Linked DNA regions of Mus musculus: all the other regions are linked to region 2. The links are chromatin contacts, called in public HiChIP or PLAC-seq and promoter capture Hi-C maps. All regions are on one chromosome and are shown on one strand. Each heading gives the region's core, a stretch centred on a gene start, on an enhancer-like site or on the middle of the called end of the contact. The rest is flanking DNA. Distances are from core to core; before and after follow the strand shown.

Evidence for each region. Promoter capture Hi-C pulls out the DNA fragments that hold promoters and counts their contacts. HiChIP or PLAC-seq counts read pairs in DNA pulled down with a chosen protein or histone mark.
Region 1: a contact with region 2 is called in an H3K27ac HiChIP or PLAC-seq map of double positive thymocytes, with 5 times the contacts expected there. The contact joins the promoter of Vps54 here to the promoter of Cep68 in region 2. A contact is called at or near these places in 9 of 39 promoter capture datasets (the 3T3-L1 cell line, the HPC-7 cell line, cranial neural crest and 5 more) and 7 of 115 datasets of contacts at active chromatin or transcription factors (astrocytes, double positive thymocytes, embryonic stem cells and 3 more).
Region 3: a promoter capture Hi-C map of pre-B cells shows a contact between it and region 2, with 5 times the contacts expected there. The contact joins the enhancer-like site here to the promoter of Cep68 in region 2. A contact is called at or near these places in 3 of 39 promoter capture datasets (hippocampal neurons, liver and pre-B cells), 3 of 115 datasets of contacts at active chromatin or transcription factors (large pre-B cells, pro-B cells and thymic regulatory T cells) and 1 of 9 other capture datasets (embryonic stem cells).
Region 4: a contact with region 2 is called in a promoter capture Hi-C map of hippocampal neurons, with 2.6 times the contacts expected there. The contact joins the enhancer-like site here to the promoter of Cep68 in region 2. A contact is called at or near these places in 3 of 39 promoter capture datasets (the HPC-7 cell line, hippocampal neurons and liver) and 1 of 115 datasets of contacts at active chromatin or transcription factors (astrocytes).

What each region holds. Positions count from the first base shown.
Region 1 is chr11:21,237,767-21,240,466 of GRCm38.p6, forward strand. Vps54 (VPS54 GARP complex subunit) reads left to right here and starts at 1,266. Exons shown (of 23, transcript NM_139061.5): 1 at 1,266-1,605.
Region 2 is chr11:20,248,130-20,250,829 of GRCm38.p6, forward strand. Cep68 (centrosomal protein 68) reads right to left here and starts at 1,295. Exons shown (of 7, transcript NM_172260.3): 1 at 1,178-1,295.
Region 3 is chr11:21,177,869-21,180,568 of GRCm38.p6, forward strand. No RefSeq gene overlaps it. Among named protein-coding and RNA genes, the nearest start is that of Vps54, 60 kb to the right of the region's middle. Within about 2 kb of position 1,408, at least 76 of the 459 cell types and tissues checked have an H3K27ac peak or open chromatin away from gene starts, as enhancers often do. A contact at or near this core is called in pre-B cells, pro-B cells and thymic regulatory T cells, where this site is marked.
Region 4 is chr11:21,148,418-21,151,117 of GRCm38.p6, forward strand. It overlaps Peli1 (pellino 1), which reads left to right. Exons shown (of 7, transcript NM_023324.2): 7 at 1-1,910. The coding sequence ends at 106. Among named protein-coding and RNA genes, the nearest start is that of Peli1, 58 kb to the left of the region's middle. Within about 2 kb of position 1,259, at least 17 of the 459 cell types and tissues checked have an H3K27ac peak or open chromatin away from gene starts, as enhancers often do. A contact at or near this core is called in hippocampal neurons, where this site is marked.

The sequences.
Region 1 (2,700 bases), core at 16-2,515, 990 kb after region 2:
CCTGGCTGCCCTGGAACTCTGTAGACCAGGCTGGCCAGGCTGGCCTCAAAACTCAGAAATCTGCCTGCCTCTGCCTCCCAAGTGCTAGGATTAAAGGCATGCGCCACCACTGCCTGACCAACCATACCTTTTTGGTGAGTAAATTAACAAAAGCTGTTAGCAATTTTCAATGACTTACTAAGACCAAGACTTGCATCAGTTTCTTTTTCCAGTTAACTACTGAGTTACATTTTCACTTTTGCTTTGTAAAACAGACTTTTGAAATGCATGAAACTTATTTGTAGGCTAAACAGTTCCAAAATGGAATAAAATCTTCATAAAGTTAAGAAAGACCCTCAAGTAATTAAGACTTTTTTTCTTATTTTTCCAGACCTTGGTGGCTCTGAGTCTCAAGACTCCTGAATCAACCAAAGGTGATTGGAGACTTATAAACATATTGTAGTCTAAGACACCCTATCTTGCAGATGGTAATTTTACTAGTAAGATCACAATTCTCTCTGAACTCAGCCTAATTGGAAATGCTGTTAGGAATCACAAATAGATTTTAATAATAAGCACACACACCCAAGTTTTTCAGATTTTTAAAGGGCAGGGACAACTGACTTATGCGCCTGAGAAATGTGACAGGTGATTGGAAGCCAGGAACTGGGGGGACAGGGTAGCCTCAAAAGGCCTTAAGTGCTGGAGGCCAGTGGGGTATCTGGAGTTGACCTTTCACCTTTGAAAGGCATTAATTTTGGAGACGGAGCCATGTTTGTTTACTATGAGGGGCTGAGGGAGTCAGGGCAGGCGGAAGCTAGGGCTTTAGTGGGTGTAAGCGGCCGGGAGTCAGTTGGTCTGGGGGGCGAGGGGTCCGCTCCCGCCCGCTCGCCAGGGAAGGCGGAAGGCAACGCTCGGCTTCTTTGGACAACCTGGGCGGGGGGGGGGAACCGTGCGAGCTGGAGCGCAGATCCGAGACGACTCCTGCCTTTACGAGGACGACAGGGGGAGGCACGGGGCAGCCACGCGGGGTCGTCCCCGCTCTGGGGTCGCTAGCTCTGCGGCGGCCGCGCCAGGCCCTGTCGGAGCTGCGCGGCGACTCCCGGTCTGGCCGCGGCCCTCCCGCCCCGGCGACGCCGCGGTGGATTGTGGGCTGGGGGCTGCGGCGGCCTGGCGGCGGCGGCGGCCTGCTGCACGCTCTCCGCGGACCCAGCCGCGCCGGGCCGGTGGCGTGAGGCGGGCGGCGGCGTGGGGAGCTGAGGCGCCGGGGGCGGTGGTCGCGGCGCGGCGGCGGCTCCCCTGGAGGCCGGGGATGTGGGAGAGGCGGCGGCAGCAGCGGCGGAGGCGGCGCTGCGGACCCGGGGGAGACTGCTGGCTGACAGGACACCCGGGCGAGACGTGAGGGGCCCGCCGCGGCCGCTCTGCCCCCGAGCGGCGCTGGGCTCGAGAGGGCGGCCCTGTGCTCCCGGGCCCGCCGGCCAGCAGGCGCGGGGCGGAGGCGGGAACCGGGCTCGGACCCGGCGCGCAGGGCGGCGGCGGCCGCGGAGCAGCAGTCTCGGCGCGACGTGGAGGGATGGAGGCGGCGGTGCACTAGGCCTCGTCTGGGGCTGCCGCCCGGGACCGCAGGTAGGTGCCGGGCCCGCGCTTCGCGGCCACCCTCCCCCGACCCGGTGACCGGCGGGGCGGCGGGACCCCACCCCCTCCGTCTCCTCGGGGCTTGGAGCTGACAGAGTTTCGGAGCCGGTGACCGAGCCGAAGCTTCATCCTCCCCGCCACCACCACTTCCTTCTCGGCACTCCCAGGATCCGGGCCGGCAGCTGTGCCCCAGCCCCGGCCGGCGTCCGCAGGTGCCGCCCCAGTCCCCTCGCCCCTCTCCGGAATCCGGGACCAGCAACTTCCATCAGTCCTTGTAGACGCGGAGCCCAAACTTTCCCTGTCTCCTTTCAGCCAGGCCTGAACCCCTCTTGGAGCCTTCTAGAATAAAAACACCGCCCCCCCACCCCCCCGCCCGAGAATACTAAACCAAAGAAGAACTCGGCATTGTGCAGTTTTGCATTGTAGTTTAAATTATTTTATTTCTTTCAGTTTTGCTAACTGCTGTCTGCAGGGATACAAAGACAGGCCTTCCCTGTTCCCTGTGGGTTGTCTGGGAACTTTTGCCTGACCATTATAATTAGCTACTTGGCCTGTCCGTGTATGGCTTAGGGTGACTTTTTTTTTTTTTTTTTTAAAGAATTTTGGCCTATTAGAGTTACAAAGTGTTTCTTAAAATACCTTTTTAACCAAGTTTGGTTTTTGGTCCTTATAGAGACGTCTTTTACTTTCGAAGAATTAAATTGGGCTACTTCTGTTTTCTAATTGATTTAATTTCGGGTTCTCAAACTCAGGTCAGTCTTAATACATGTTCAGCGGGCAGGGGATATTATGATACGCTGTTTGTGGTATATGGAGAAGAAGGTGATAACTTATGCTGCAGGTCTTGATGGGCATTGAGTTTTATAAATGGGAGCTCTAATTGGAAAACTATTTGACTCCCTAGCAGTTTGGCTGGAACAGATGTAATGATAGGATATGTCTGACTGTATGTAGTACAGTGAGTTGGGTTTCCTAGAAGTGGGTATTGGTGCTCTACACTAATTATCATTAGGTAAAATTGGTCACTTTGTACTTGATAGTTGTAGTTTAGGATGTTAGATGCTAACTTTTGTATTGTCTTTTGGC
Region 2 (2,700 bases), core at 45-2,544:
AGTATTTCTTCTTATCTTAGGTATTTTATAAACCTTGGAATTGGCACTATTACTCTTCCTAGCCATGTTTTTTTGTCCTGTCGTGCTGGGGCCTAAATTCCACTTTATAGATGAGAGAACTAAGGCACACGTGAATTTATCCTGAATTAGTAGTATGAAAGGGACTAAAGTCTGAATTGATTCAGAGAGCCCAGCTGCTTCCTTAACCTGTAAAAATAATCCAACAACTTAAAGGCTTTTAAAAGTTCCGGTTCCCTCAACGTTGGGCTTCACTTGTTCTTGTTTTCTTTTGGTTTCCTTCCCTTACAGACCTTTCATCCTGTTAGGGGGCGGGGAAACCACTTCATTGCCAACCCAGGCCCATATGGGCTGCCCAGAGAAGGGTATGTTTTTCAGTTGTGGGGGTAGGGAAAAAGTTTTTAAAAGCTTCTGTGATGATGTGAAGCTGGGTTCCCTTACACCCACTGTTCCTAAGTGATCCAGAATTTAACCCAGTCCGCTGGAGAGAACTAGGTGAGTAGTGGCTTGTATTTGAACCAAGCCCAAAGCAAAAAGTGTCGCAAGCTGTATACCAGACTACCTCTTTCCTTGTCTCGGACCCCATCAATTCCCAGTAAGGTCTACTCTGCTCGGGCACTGGGAGTTTTTAGCTTTTATTATTATTTTTTTAATTTTTAATTGAATAAAACATGGTAATTATAAAATTACTAAGTTTGGGGCATGTGCTCCCGGGCTGCTGAGACTGGCTAACAGGTGACAGATGACAAGGGTAGATCTTAGAGATAAAAAGTGCGCCGCTTTGCTTTCCTCCTCCGGATGCGTTCACTGGGCCATGGAAGCAGCAGCCGTCCAGACGCGAGCGGCTGTGGCTGTGACCCGCCGGTTCTCCGCGACCAAGGTCGACGCGCGCACAGCTGCATGGGGCTGCCAGAGGTGCGGCCCCACGCGCTCTGCAGGCCGCGCTGGCCCTCCACAGCCTGCCCCTCCGCTCGCCTCCACCCGGCACGGTCCGCAAGATGGAGGCGAACGCGCGAGGCGCCCCCATCGCGGCCAGCCTTTGTGCCCTCCAGGCCGCGGGCCTCCCCCAGGGTCCCCCACGCGGAGCCCCGGGCACGAGGGGAATGCCCCGACTCGAGTCTTGGCGCCGCGACACTCGAGCCGGCCACAGCCTTTTTACCTCACTCCACACCGCCGCACGTCCCGAGCGACCCGCGTAGCTGGGCCAGGGTCCCAGGCGGCGACGACGGGGCCTCCCGCGGGCGCCCGCACTCCTGGGGAGGGAGGGCCAGGCGCCCGCCACGCCCTCCGCCCTTGCCGCTTCTCCGCGGAGGACGCCCCATGAAGCAACCAATCCAAACTCTCCGTTCGGATGCTTCACCAATCCACAGCTCGTATCTGCCATGGGAACCCGCCCCCTGCAGGACCCTGGCCTATGGGTGGCCGGAGCTTCTTTCTCCGCTGTCCGGACGCGCGTGCCAGCTGGGTGTTCGCGGTCCTGGCGTCCACGCAGGCCCACGCGGATAGCAAGGCGCGCTCTCCGCGGATCGAAGGCTTGCGGTGTTTGGGTCGACGTGCTCTCCGCGGCTGGGAGGGTGGTTCCAGGCTTGGTGCTCCCCTTTTGCGTTGTGTGGAACCCCCAGGGCATGTCCGAATCTGGGCATCGGGCAGAAGTTGGGCGAGGGGACCAGGTGTGGGTCGAGCTCCCTCCCTCCCCCCACCCCCGGCCCCTCGCCACCGTCCTGAGACTCTGAGGCTCAGGAGGCCCAGCCTGTCTCACCAGTAGTGGGAGAAGGGACTTCCACAGTGTTCTGGGCCTGTGAAGTTTAGAGAAGGAGCTGGACTGATCTTAACACGACAGAGACTTAATCCAACCTAAGACCACAAACTTAACTGCCAGGCTGGCCTGCCTGGCCATAGTGCTCCTTCTGCCTCGGCTTCCCCAGTGCAGGGAGTACAGGCAAACCCTATCATGCCCAGCTTTTTATTTGGCTTTGTTTTGTGTGTGTGTGTGTGTGTGTGTGTGTGTGTGTGTGTGTGTGTGGAGAGAGAGAGAGAGAGAGAGAGAGAGAGAGAGAGAGAGAGAGAGAGAGAGTGAGTGTAAATTTCATCGTATCCCAGGCTGAATTTGAACTCCTGATTTTGTCCCAGTCTTCCCCATACTGGGTGTTTTAAAGTAAAAGTGTATTGTTATATGCAAGGCCTTGAATTCTCTCTTCAACCCAGAAGGAAAAAGTTAAAAAGGAATTCAGAACCGAAATGTGTCAAATAGGTAGGTAGCATTTACCAGCGTGTATCCAGTTACTTGTTTAAAGGAAAAAATAAATAAAGGACGTATGAAGTCATTTAGCAGTAAATATGGTAATGCGATTGAGCACCTGGATGGTCTCAACCAGATGTGTTCTGTACTCTTCTTTGACTTTGGCCCAGCGGCCTTCTCTAAGTGTTCTTGCTCAGTTGGAAGGGCGTCCTGAAACACAGAAGCCCAGGAACCACACTGCTCTAAGAGGAAGCCTCCTAACTGAGGTGTTGCAGCTCCCAGGGGGAGGGTATCCCCAGCTCAGCCCCACTCCTGTTCTTTCCTTCTCTTCATTGCTTCTTGGCTTCTGATGAGAGAGTACCACCAGGCAGCAAAGCTCATAAAAGATATTTATTGGAGGGTCCAAAATGTGGAGGGATGAATCCAGGGGTGGCCACCTCCGC
Region 3 (2,700 bases), core at 158-2,657, 930 kb after region 2:
TTCCCACCTTAAGTTAACCCAAACTAGAAAGTCCCTCATAAATATGTGCAGAGTTTATCTCCTAGGGGATTACTAGATCCCGTGAGGTTGACAGTAGTAATCATCACAAATGGTGATCCTGCCAGTAAGAAAACTGAGCATCAGGTTTCTAGCGTCTCCACCAAGATTCTCCACCACGTCTGACTTTTTACTAAGAACTTTGCAAATCTGTGTCCAAATAACTCACTGTACTTTCTAATTTAGCAGATTAGTTTACACGGCTGTTTACAGATCTGTAATGAAAAGGGGGGTACTTCTGCTATCAGATGCATTTTCAGTACACGGCTAATGATTTATGTTCCAAGTCTCTGGGGAAGTTCTGTGTTGTCCTGTGTCTAGCTCAGAGCCATTTTCTGAACCTCATGCTGACACCTGTGCCCACCATGTTTGGTAGTGTCTTCACTTGGCCAGATTCTCCTAGGGCATCTGACTAACTCCTTAGAGACAGTGTCTCTGCGGCCATCTCTGGAAGATACACACATATCACCATGCCAGGGTCCAGGCTCCTGTACACCTCTCTTCTTTAATAAATCCACCACTTCAAGACTTGATGCTTGTATCAGAGGAAGACAAACACTAAACTATTGAAACCAAAGCCAGTTTTGCATTGGCTCTTCCCCTCTCTCAGGGAAAGGCTGCCACCTGCTGTAACACATTAGCAACAAGGGGTTTTCAACAAGGTCATTGAACACTTAAATCCTACATTCAAAATTAATGTGCATACAACCTCACTGCCTGCCGTTCCCTGAGCCGGGAGTAGAAGCAGAAATGTAAACTACAAGCACTGAGTAGAGTTAAACAGAAAGTCACCCATTGAAGGGTACCCACGAGAAACTGTCATCTCCAGAATCAAGGATGTCCTTCACCACTCAGCAGCAGAAGCTCACATTAGCTCATTGTAATCTTAGGTAAATACTGACTGGTTTTCTACTGCCTTAGCCTTTCTAGTTCTGTGTGTCCTTATTCTCTACAGCACTAGCAAGGCTTTGACACATGAGAAGACTGAAAGAGAATACAGGTTGACAACTTGGGAGACAGCAGCTCTAAGCTCGATTCTGGCTCCCTGCAGGAGCACCAGAGTCAGGATCCCAGCACTGGGATAATTTTGTCAAATAAATACTTTTTTTTTGTTTATTTGTAGCCTACCTGCTTGGTGCGGTTAGTATGTCCAAAAGAAGCAAGTTTGCATGGCTGAGAAAAACCAAAGTGAAGGAATTAGGGACATGACACCCTCAAATTTGCTGCTTGGGTGTGTTGATGATCTTAAGATAAAATCTGAAAGTCAGCAGATTCAGGGAATGGCTCTTTCTGAGCTTCCTTATCTGCCCAAGGACAGGTTTTCTAAAAGGAACTCAAGGGGAATAGGTTCCTCTCTGGGAGTTTCTCGTCATCACGGAAACAAGCCGTGTGTACACTACACCTACAGTGTTTGCAGCAGACCACTGTGTGTCTCATCTGTTGGGAGGATCTCCTCATCTGTCCCAGATTGCTAACTTGTCCATCTTCCTTCTGAAAATGGAGTATGAATCTCTCGCCTCCTTTCATTGGCTATCTGATGGTTCGTTCTTTAGCTGACAGCTGTAGCATATATACATTGCAGTGGCTTTTTTTTTTTTTCCTTGCTACTCTGCTTCCGGTCAGATACTTCACAGATGTAGCTATTTTCAGAGAAAAAACTTACCAGGTTTCCTCCAGAGGCTGCCAGATACTGTGCGGGTATTTGACAAAAGTACCATCCATTCTGTTACCCCAAACCCAGAAAGAATAAAACCAGGCAGCAAGGCATTAAAAAAAAAATTCTTGGAAGATAGAGAAAGGTCTTGCTCACACAAAGACAAGAATAAGGTGATGACGCCCAGTAGCCTCATTTCCAGAATCCTGTCTCTTCTCCTCCACTCTCTACCTCCATCCTGGGTCAGTACTGTGGCCTCTGCCACACAACAAGTATAAAGAACAAGAATGTTTCACCTTGGCCTTCAGGCCGTTTGCCACCCCAGCCGCTTCACTCTTTTTTTTTTTTTTTTCTGTTTTTTTTTTTTTTTTTTTCGAGACAGGGTTTCTCTGTGTAGCCCTGGCTGTCCTGGAACTCACTTTGTAGACCAGGCTGGCCTCCAACTCAGAAATCCGCCTGCCTCTGCCTCCCGAGTGCTGGGATTAAAGGCGAGCGCCACCACGCCCGGTTGTCTCTTCACTCTTAACAGCAATTCTAGGAATGTGACAGACTGAGGACCTAGTTAGTGATTTCAGTGTTGGGTAGACATAAGTATGAGTGAACTTGTGTTTATAAATGAATACCAAACTTCAAAAAAAAAATACAATTAAAGCAAAAGTAGGAGGAAATACAAATAACTTCAGAACAAAAATAGCTTTGAAAAGAAAGCCTCAGAGTGGAAGAAGTAGTCTTCTGAATACAAATGATCAGCCCTGAAACATACGTGCAAGTAACATGCAGATTAAGCAGGCTATATTTAGGAATATGTAGCTCAGCATGTGGCACATGCATTTAATCTCAGCACTTGGGAGGCGGAGGCAGTTGGATTGCTGTGAGTTCAAGACCAGCCTGATCTACACAGCAAGTTTCGGGACAACCAGGGCAACATAGTGAGACCCTGTCTCAAAATAAAACAAATAAAAAACAAAAGCAAAAGCCAAACAAAAAGG
Region 4 (2,700 bases), core at 9-2,508, 900 kb after region 2:
TCCTCATGGTACGCACACTTTTCATGCAGCCTGCCCCTTCTGTGCACATCAGTTGGCTGGTGAACAAGGCTATATCAGACTTATTTTCCAAGGACCTTTAGACTAGCAGCTGTCCTCCAGGACTGCATTGTAAGTTTATAAGCTAAGTGATTGGGTTTGCTAACCGACCCCTTGTCCATGTAAGTTTCTCTGCTCTGGTCATTTGCATTAAGATGAAGAATTTTTTAAATATTTATAAGCAATTTCTGAGAAAAATCTGGGAAACTCAAGCAAAGGAATTTTTGAAAGTTCCAGACTTCTGAACTCTGAGTTTTGAAAATCTATTTTGAGAAAAAAAAGACATAGTTTAATTTGATGCCTTCCTTTGTTTAGTGTTCTTGAATCACCGCCCACCCTCAGTGTTGAGAGGTTGTGCTGTAGAACTGAGGGTCTGTTGGTTCAAACTATGTTAGTTTACAATTTGTTGCAGACATTGTAAAATACAGCAACATGTATATTAATTTTTCTATTTATCTTTATCATAGAAAGTACCTTAGAATGTTGTGATAGGCTAGCATGGTAATGATGGTGTCACACATTTGGTGTGAGTGGTAGGGTAGTGAGCACAAGGCTCAAAGGTTTGCAAAGTTAAGGAGAAAGACAGGAGAGCTTCCCCCCCCCCCAGCCCCATAATTAGGGGATATTTCATAAAACCAGAATATTTCATAAAACCAGATTCATATTAATTACCATTGTCTAAAAGGTGTTTGTTTTTAACCATATTGACGTTAACCAGAAAATGGTTTTTTTCCTTAATCTTTCTCTCAAGTGTAGTACTAGAACAAAAGTTAATGCTAAGAAACGTTTTATATGCTCCTTTGAATATGCAATTTAATCTAGATGATCTATTTTTCTCCCATGATAACTGATCTGTTTTTAGTGCCAGCAACATTTGGCAAGTTTATTTTTTTGGATATAAACTGTGGTTCATCTGTTCACTGTTTCTAAAAAAAAAAAGAAAAAAAAGAAAAAAGAAAAGAAAAAAGAAAAAAATCCTATGAGAAAGTGAAGAAATTAACAAGAAAATTACTTGATTTGCTCTAGAAAAATTAAATAAAAAGTGTTTTGTTAATTATTCTGTATTTGGATTATTCCAGGCATTAGAACATCTAGAGCTGTAAAGGGTTGGCTGCAATGGTACCTCCCTTTGTAGCCCAGCAGACCAGCCTTAACTGTGGGCTTGACTCCTCAGGAGCTGGCCTCAGTGTGACTCATGGAAATGTTTGCTTAGCGGATGAAAGTGAGGACACACCGCAGGGGCTGCTGTTCTCTTCCTCCATATGTGCTGTGCAGGACAGTTTCTTCTCACCGTAGCCTTTTTAAATGCACCAGAAGTACAGACAGTTGCACTACACCAAACCCTTTCAACACTTGTAGAAATCAGCACACTGTAGATTAGACGGAATCATCTTTCAGTCCTTTGACTTCTTTTCCTTAAGTTTGAAAAATTGTATAATAATTGACTACTGTCAAATTTTTGTATGTGGTAGTATAGCTTTAATTTATCTTACTACATTAACGTTTTGATTTTAAAAAATTAAAACAAAAAAAGTCACTTAGAAGCCATGAACTATTTTATTTTATTGTCAATTTTTCTTGTTTTGAAAATTATCATTTGGGTTCACTCAGGAAATGCATGTCAAGATCTGTATTATAAGTTATCTGTGATGTATCAGTAGCTGCTGGTTATTACCCTTTTTTCAAGGAAATTTCGTTGATTTGAAGTTTTCTGGTTACAAACTTTGTGACCAATGCAAGGAAACCAAGTCCTGTGTTGTGTTTTGTCATTTCTGTTGAGGCTCTATATTGTAGCTTAATTTTTATTTGCAATTAATTTATTCAAACTAAGTAAATACTTTTCAAAATAGCTATGCGAATTTGTCTGTGTGGGTTCCTTTTCACACATTTGAGAATGGGAAGCCTATCCCTGACTAAACAGCCCCCAGCTTCTGACATAGTCTTGTGAAATGTATAGGATGTTCTATTTAATGTAACACTAAATATCTGTTTCTCTTAGAAGACATCATAGCAGCGGCAACATAAAAGCCTTTTTGAGGTTAGGCTTGTTAGAGTTGGCAGCTGAGCTTCCTGAATTATACTCATGATGATAAAGATTCTGTGTCCTGAACTTTCTCTCCGATCAGCTAAGAAAAGAAAACATAAGACGGTTCACTTAACTATGAAACTCAAATTTTTAAACCTCGGGGAAATAGAATCCCAAGTTGGGTGCTTTTGTTCAAGCACTTTAAATAGTGCTTCTGCACTTGGCACTATGCTTACTCTTCCGTATTAAAGACATCCAGGGGCTGGAGAGATGGCTCAGCGGTTAAGAGCACCAACTGCTCTTCCAGAGGTCATGAGTTCAATTCCCAGCAACCACATGGTGGCTCTCAACCATCTGATGCTCTCTTCTGGTGCGTCTGAAAACAGCTACAGTGTACTCATAAATATAATAAATAAATCTTTAAAAAAAAAAAAAAAAAAGACATTCAGGGACAGGACAGATGACTCAGTGGTTAAGAGCACTTGCTGCTCTTACAGATGATGCGAGTATCTCCCAGCCCCATTCTTGTGGCTTACATCACTTGTGGCTCCCTCCGGGAATCCAGTGCTCTCTCCTAACCTCTGTGAGTGCCCGCACCTGAACACACATGCACCTAA